2 separate regions of the Zea mays genome follow, and region 1 is linked to region 2. The links are chromatin contacts, called in public Hi-C maps. All regions are on one chromosome and are shown on one strand. Each heading gives the region's core, a stretch centred on a gene start, on an enhancer-like site or on the middle of the called end of the contact. The rest is flanking DNA. Distances are from core to core; before and after follow the strand shown. Region 1 holds the start of LOC103647612. Region 2 holds the start of LOC103647611 (cytochrome P450 71A1).

Region 1 (3,980 bases), core at 152-2,651, 260 kb after region 2:
ACCAATAACTAAATCCTCGTTAAAGCAAGTTCAATGTTTACGTCGATCCTCTTTCTTATGGTAAGCATACGAGCTTACTCTCTCCACCAAAGCGACTGTTTACACAAGAGCTCTAGCACTTTGATTTGGTTAGATCATTTGACCACTCTTCATACCCTGCTCTACTATTGTTACTGTTTGCGATCATGGTACCCCTCGCAAAGCCTTCTCTGGAGCCACACACAACCTTCTAACATCAGGCATCACACGCCGCTTTTCCATCTAGAGGATGCAACCTCCAAGATTAACAAGCACCACCATCTTAAGATGTGAGGACATGTGCAGACACCGGGGACATGTGCGAGGACTGCGTCTAGGAGGGCGCTGCTGTCGTGGATGGACCAGATCGAGCTGGGTGAGCGAAACCTCACCTTTGCTTGTTGTTGTGTCACGTTCGAGAGCGGCTTCTGCTCGTCACCGTTCTTTCTCACCACATCGGCCCCACACGACTTAGATTGTGAGCCACTTGCAAGAAGACGAGACAACGAGGCCAAATGGAGGTGGTGTCAAGCGAGGGTCAAAAAAGACTTTTGGTGTGGCCATCCATGATGGTAAGGATGTGACGTGCAAACGCGACAAGCCACATAGAACAAAATGACAAAAGTGTAACATCTTCCGTTTTGTAGTATGAAATGTGTTATAAACATTCTAAAAGTGTCGTCTTTAGAGTGGTCAATCATGTTAAGCGAGTGTTTGGTTTCTTGACTAAAATTTAGTATGTGGCACATCGGATATTTGAATAACAATTATAGTTATTAAATATAATATAATTATAAAACTAAATACATAGATAAAGAAAATGAGGAGATAAATTTATTAACTCTAATTAATCTATGATTATCAAACAGTTACTGCAGCATCACACGTAGGAATCACAAAATAATTATGTTTAATAAGTTTGTCTTGTCCTTTAGTCTCATCTATATAGTTAATTTTGTCATTAGACTATATTTAACATTTCTGATTAGTATCAAATATTTGATGTGACTGAAATTTAAAATTTAGTAATGGGAAACAAACGCACGCTAAATACTTAAGGGTGTGTTTAGTTTGACTTTTGGCTTTGGCTTTTGCCCCCCTAAAAGCCAAAAGCCAACCAAAGGGCTGGATCTAGGAAGCAGTTTTTTCTAAAAGCCGACTTTCTCATAGTGCAAATCTGAAAGCACCCCTGGACCTGCTTTTAGTGGCTTTTCGGATGAAACTATAAAAACATATATCGAAGAATTTTTAACGACTTTTAGTATTTTCCACCAAACGATTTTTAGCTTTTTAACAGCTTACAGCCTACAGCAGCTTTTTCCACAGCTCACAGCCTACAGCAACTTTTTTCACGGCCACAACCCAACCAAATAGACCCTAAATATTCCGTTTGCTGGTGTATGCCTGGACAGTTTCTCTCTCTCGCTTCGATAGCTAATTTCGCCGTCACCCGCCGGACAGACACGGAGGTACAGGAGCGAGGGGGAAAGTGGGATGGTAGTGGGGGCATCATCGGTGTCCGGCGCCGCGGCTTCCGGAGGTACCTCTGGTACGGCTCCGCCGCGGAAGGGGAAGTCGTGCAAGGGCTGCCTTTACTACTCGTCAGTGCTCAAGTCCCGCGGCTACAACCCAATCTGCGTTGGGATCCCCCGTTCCATCCCCCAAGGTCACAAACCCTAACCCGATACGCCGGAGCTCTGCAGTCTGTTTGATTGATATTTGCAGCCGAATCCACAAAGTTGTTTGCTTTTGTATGCGAATTTATTTCTTTGAAAGTTGAAAGAAAAAAAGAAGTCTGACTTGAGTTACGCCTGACCCGAAGATCTCATGAGGCTATTGATGATTTGGTGTGTTAGTTCCTAACTACGTGGTGGATGAGCCTAAGGAGGACGCGACAGCGCAGGGGCATGATCTCAGGCGGTTCAGGTACGGGTGCGCGGGTTACTCCATATTCGTGAACAGGGACGGCCAAGGTGGTGAGGGCGAGGGCAAGACGTTGTTGCCGTATTGCAGGGGCCTCGAGGTTGGTTTTCCTCTCCTTTCACAATCTGAGAATCTCTGAACTTAGCATATTTTCCTTTTCTTTTTCTTTTTTGGCCAAGGGCCCAATGCTGCTGCCAGCACGTGTGTCGGTGTATCTCATTTGTTTCTGTTAAATTTCATATCTAGGAAAGATAGCACAGCATATGGCCATATGTGGTGACTAGTGAGTGATTGGAACATAGTACAGGCCAGGAATTTCTTCAGATTTTGTTGTAGTATACCAGAATTTCTCATTTGTTTCTCATATCTAGGAAACATAGCACAGTATATGTAGTGTGTGATTAGAACATAGTACAGGGTCACGAATTTCCTCAGATTTTGTTGTAGTATACCAAAATCATGACCAGTGAGTATCTTGCATCCTTCCCTTCATGCAAGGTTTTGCCAACATTCTGACAAATCAGCAGGCCATATAACTCATGTAAGAACAGGATTTATAGCTTATAAAGGTTTATGAACAGTAATTCCGTGATTAACTACACAGATGCGTGATAATGCTAGTGCATATACAACCCTACAACTACAAGGGTAGACAAATTTTGTTACCCTCCTAGCAGGAGAGGTGTTCCATTACTGTTGCCCTTATGTTTGCTATTGCTTTGAAAGTTTCTTTTTTCTTACCACACCTTTTTGTTGAATCTTGACCTTCTTTTGAGTGTTTCCTTCTTACCACCAGCACCATCATCACCATATGAAAAAAAAAACAGTTCTGATCTAACCCTGTAATTTGGTTTCACCTTTTGACTGCCTCGTGCACTACAAAGAATCACTGCTTTGATTCCTAATCACCCTGAAAAGATTCATCAGCAGATATGACTTATGTGAATCCTTTGGTTCAATCCCACTGAATATGAATGAATGGTAACAAAAAAAAACTACTACCTCCGGTGTCGAATATTTGTCGCCCGCTAGTTCATTTTTAAACTAAATTGCGACAGATAAAAAAGAACTGAGGGGGTACATATGCTTTGTTGTCAGATTCTGTTCTTGAGAATGCTGTGCTCTTTGAATGCAATGAATGAACTTTCTACCTCCTAATAGCACGTATAAATTTTAAGATTAACTAATAGGTGTACCATACGTTTTATATTTGTTGAAGCTTATCATATGATAAGCTTATGTGCAGTCCTAATAGGAGTGAGAAATGTCCCTGCAGTTATTGGTGGACAGCAGATTGGTCGAGAGAAAACCATCCGCAGCTGAACAAGCTCCAGCACATGTTACAAAGGATGGTATGTGAAGTCTTCTGTTGATGTTATATCTATTGCTCCATCCTCTTCTAAAGATGGAACTATTTGTTCCTACTGAGCACGTTTCATGTTTCCTTTAGCAGCAGCTACCACCCGCTCTCACCAACAAGGACAACAGAGACCTGCGAACTTGTCGAGGCAGGAATTCTTGGAGAGGAAAGTTACTGTCCATAGCTTTTCTCTGTCCCCAGCCCCCACTAGGATATATTGCCTTGCTGATGTATACGGATGGCACAGGTTTAAGAAGAGTGCTGGACTGGTCGCTTCAGGGGTCGCGAAGAATCTAAACAAAACGGCCAATTATATCAAGGAAAATATTCATGACATATTGTACCACGATCGTCGCCCACCAAAGTAGTAGCCATGCCGACTTGCTGAGGTATATCATCTATGCTCAAGGTTGAGAGCTGAAGAAATGCCTTGCTGCTACTGGAAACCTTACACAAGTACTACCTGAATCGACCCCTACTCTTGTATTGTAGTCCCAGAACGAAGCACAGCAGCCCCAGCTCCGTCACTGATTATGCAAATGGAGCCTTCCAGGATTCCAACTTCACTCGCTTTACTTGCATAATCTTGTAATTTAGGGCTGCATATGTACATGCAATTTAACTTGCTGCTTGTTTGAAGCGGAAAATCAGATTTCGTTTGGTGTAATCGGAAGACGAT
Region 2 (3,811 bases), core at 432-2,931:
CCGAAGCCTTCTAATTGATAGCTTCGGCTTTGCATCAATCTTCCGAAGGTGTTTCTTCTTATGGGACCTTCGGCGACGAAGCAGACCCCCAACATGTACCCCTCCATCCAAAAAAGTAATTCGTTTTAGACTAAATATATATTCATTATTTAACTTATGAATGTAGTTTGTATGTGGAAAAAAAGCTAGAAAGAATTATATTAGACAGAGTAATTTTTATTTGTATGTTTAACTTATATATTTTTTAATAAATTATGTAATTTTATTTGCTCAATAATGTGTTTAAATATATGTTTATTTTAATTAAATGACATGCTTTATTTTAATTTAAAATATGTAAAAAATGACGACTCACTTGGTATAAGTGTTTGGCTTCTACCTCTGCAACTCATGTTTATATTATATAAGAAAGAGATGTTGTAAATATATATACTAATAATTTAAAAATAAAAATACATAATCATCTTTAGATAAATATCCCATTTAATCAACGTATATCTATATGATATATTCATATATATAGTAATCATAGCAATATACAGATAAGTGATGATGTATGGACGTATCTATACCACTATATATAATATGTTACTTTAAACTTTGCAAAGCTCATTCAACCAAATTTCCTCCACACCCATAACATCCACTAATCCACTAAACAAATTACACTTAGGCCCTGTTTGGCACAGCTGCTGCTTGTTGAAAAAGCAGCTTATTTGATAAGCTGGTAAAAAGCAGCTTCTGCTTGTTAGCTGCTTTTAGTTCATTTTAAAAATCTGCTGAACTGATAAGTTGCTGCAGAAGCTGTCTGTTTGGCAGAACTTCTGCTTAAATTTGTGAAGAAGCTGAAAATAAACTGTGCCAAATAGACCCTAGACTTAAGCATGTTCGCTGCGGCTTTAATCCAATGGCTTCTGCTTTTTCTACAGTATTTTGTCTTTATGGATTGTAGCTACAGCAGTCCGAACAACTTTAATCCAGCTGCAGCGAACAGGTTAAACCCTCTCCCCTTACTCAAACTAATTGAATAATATTATTTAGATAATTTCTCTTACCTCTCTCTCGTCCTCGCCACCCTATTAGGGGCAATTCTAGGGGAGGCAGAGGGACAATGTCCCCCAATCCTCAAACTTCTTAGGAGGTACTGATTTTCTTATCTAATCACCATATAAATAATATAAAATATCTCTTAACAACTCTCACAATCTGATTTGTCCCTCTCAATCTTAGGGTGTGTTTGGTTGAGTAGCGGAGGGGAATAGAACGGCTCCATTCTTATTTTTTTATATTTGGTTACCATGGAGGAGAGCGGAGCGGCTCCTGGAGTCTATAAATAGCAAATATTTGGGATGCTCTGGCTTCACCAAAACGACCGGACACGAGCGCTCTCGCGGACACGAGCGCTCTCATCCATCTCCTCAACTCAACAGTCATATGGCTCTCCAACCAAACAATAAACGGAGCAGCTCCGTTCTATTCTACTCTTCAACCAAACAAAAAATGGAGTGGTTCTGTTCTGCTTGTTAAACACAGAATGAAATGATTTAATTTTTAGAAATTGAAATGAAGCCGCTCCATGCTCCCCAACCAAACGTGCCCTTAAATAATTGCTTCGCATGTGCGCCCTAGCCTCACCCTTCGCCGCTGTCTACCTCCTCTTACTTGTGCCACTTTTGTTATCGATTATTTCGAGATCGTAATGTTAGCACGTAAGATATATTAGTGATAGATAACTGCCGACGAAGATCGACAGCTTATTTTCAGCTTCTTCACAAATTTAAGCAGAAGTCCTGCCAAACAGTCAGCTTCTACAGCAGCTTATTAGTTCAGCTGCTTCTCAGAATACACTAAAAACAGCCAACAAGCAGAAGCTGTCTTTCATCAGCTTCTCAGATAAGCTGTTTTTTTAACAAACAGCAGCTGTGTCAAACAGGGTCAACAGTGGATAGTGGCGCATGGTTGAAAATAGCATAAAAGCCGAACAAAGTCACTTCCTTTCTCCGCAGCAATAGACTGGTCACCACTCACGAGAGCAGAAAACAAACAATGCCTCCTTACCTGCTCGCTGCCGGCGCGCTTATCGTCTTCCTGTACATCATCAAGAACCGCAGGAGCAGAAAGCTCCCGCCATCCCCGCCGTCGCTACCGCTGATCGGCCACCTTCACCTCATCGGCCGCGTCGCGCACCGATCCTTGCTAGAGCTGCAGGTTCGCTATGGCGGCGGCGGCGGTCTCCTCTTCCTGCAACTCGGGCGCAGACCGACCTTGGTCGTGTCCACTGCGGCCGCGGCCGCGGATCTGTTCAAGAACCACGACCTCGCTTTCGCCTCCCGCCCACGCAGCGTGGGAGGGGATAAGCTGATGTATGAGTGCAGCAACGTGTCGTTCGCGCCTTACGGCGAGAACTGGCGCCGGGGCAAGAAGATCGCTGTGGTCCACCTCCTCTCTCCACGGCGCGTGGAATCGTTCGCGCCCGTAAGGGCCGCCGAGGTAGCCGCGCTCGTCGCACGGACACGCCGCACCGCGGAGGCTGGGGAGGCCGTGGAGTTGAGGGAGCTCCTGAACGGCTACGCCAACGCGGTGGCCACCCGCGCGGCCACCGGTGCCGCTGGGGCGACAGCAGAGAAGCTGAAAGAGCTGATGGGGAACTCCGAGCCCGAGGCGCTGATGGCGGGCTTCCAACCCGAAGACGTGCTGCCGGACGCACCGGCGAGGTTCGTGAGATGGGTGACGGGCCTCAATAAGAAGCTCGAAGACTTGGTGGAGTCGTGGGACAAGTTCCTGTCCGATATAGTGGCCGCACACAAGGAGAAGGGGGGTGGCGACGCAGAGGAGGATGAGGACTTCTTGGATGTCTTGCTTCGGCTGCGGGAAGAAGGCGCAGATGGGCTCGAGCTCACAGACGATCGCATCAAAGCTACCGTCAAGGTTATCTTCGCGGAAACGCTCTTCTAGTATCTCATCAAAAAAATGTTTAGTACCAATAATCCAATATTGTTCCTCTCATCCGTACTCGATTCTTGAGTCTGCAGGACATGATAGCGGCTGCAACTGAAACATCGTCCCAAACGCTGGAATGGACCATGGCCGAACTCATTGCCAACCCGCGGGTGATGAGCAAGCTCCAAGGCGAGATAGCGCGAGTCGTCAGCGCCGATCAGACGACCATCGCTGAACCGGACCTGAACAAAATGGAGTACCTGAGGGCAGTGTTCAAAGAGGTGCTTCGGCTCCACCCACCAGCGCCGCTCCTCGTCCCGCACGAATCAACAACGCCCGCGGTTGTGCAGGGCTACGAGATCCCGGCCAAGACGGCTCTCTTCGTCAACGTGTGGGCCATCGGGCGGGACCCTGCTGTGTGGGACGCACCGGACGAGTTCCGCCCAGAGCGGTTCGTGGGCGGCAGTCCCTCGGTGGACTTCAGAGGTACCGACTACCAGCTCATCCCGTTCGGCGCCGGCCGGAGGATCTGCCCCGGCATCAACTTCGCGCTGCCGGTCTTGGAGCTCGCGCTTGTCAGCCTTCTGCACCACTTCGAATGGGAGCTCCCCGCCGGCGTGGGAAAAGCGGACCTCGACGTGGGCGAGGCGCCGGGGATGACGACGCCGCGGCGGATTCCGCTCGTCCTTGTCCCCAAGTGCAGGACGCTCGTTCAGCCAGCGCTGCAGTAGCGCGAGGAATTTCATGTGTCTCCATGCAGTGGCGGAACCAGAAATATTTAAGAGCTTGGGTAAAAAATAATACTTATACTGTAAATATGTAGCTTTGTCTAATTTTTACCTGTGTTTAACTATATTTTACTACTTGTTGT

What was found. A called contact is a pair of places that touch in the nucleus more often than the background predicts.
Region 1: a Hi-C map of ear shows a contact between it and region 2, with 3 times the contacts expected there. The contact joins the promoter of LOC103647612 here to the promoter of LOC103647611 in region 2. A contact is called at or near these places in 6 of 25 Hi-C or Micro-C datasets (bundle sheath, ear, leaf and 2 more).

Annotation. Positions count from the first base shown.
Region 1 is chr2:201,944,487-201,948,466 of Zm-B73-REFERENCE-NAM-5.0, forward strand. LOC103647612 reads left to right here and starts at 1,402. Exons shown (of 6, transcript XM_008672121.2): 1 at 1,402-1,684; 2 at 1,875-2,041; 3 at 3,218-3,293; 4 at 3,395-3,467; 5 at 3,549-3,690; 6 at 3,794-3,980. The coding sequence starts at 1,513. The coding sequence ends at 3,669.
Region 2 is chr2:201,683,234-201,687,044 of Zm-B73-REFERENCE-NAM-5.0, forward strand. LOC103647611 (cytochrome P450 71A1) reads left to right here and starts at 1,682. Exons shown (of 2, transcript XM_008672117.3): 1 at 1,682-2,928; 2 at 3,033-3,811. The coding sequence starts at 2,047. The coding sequence ends at 3,671.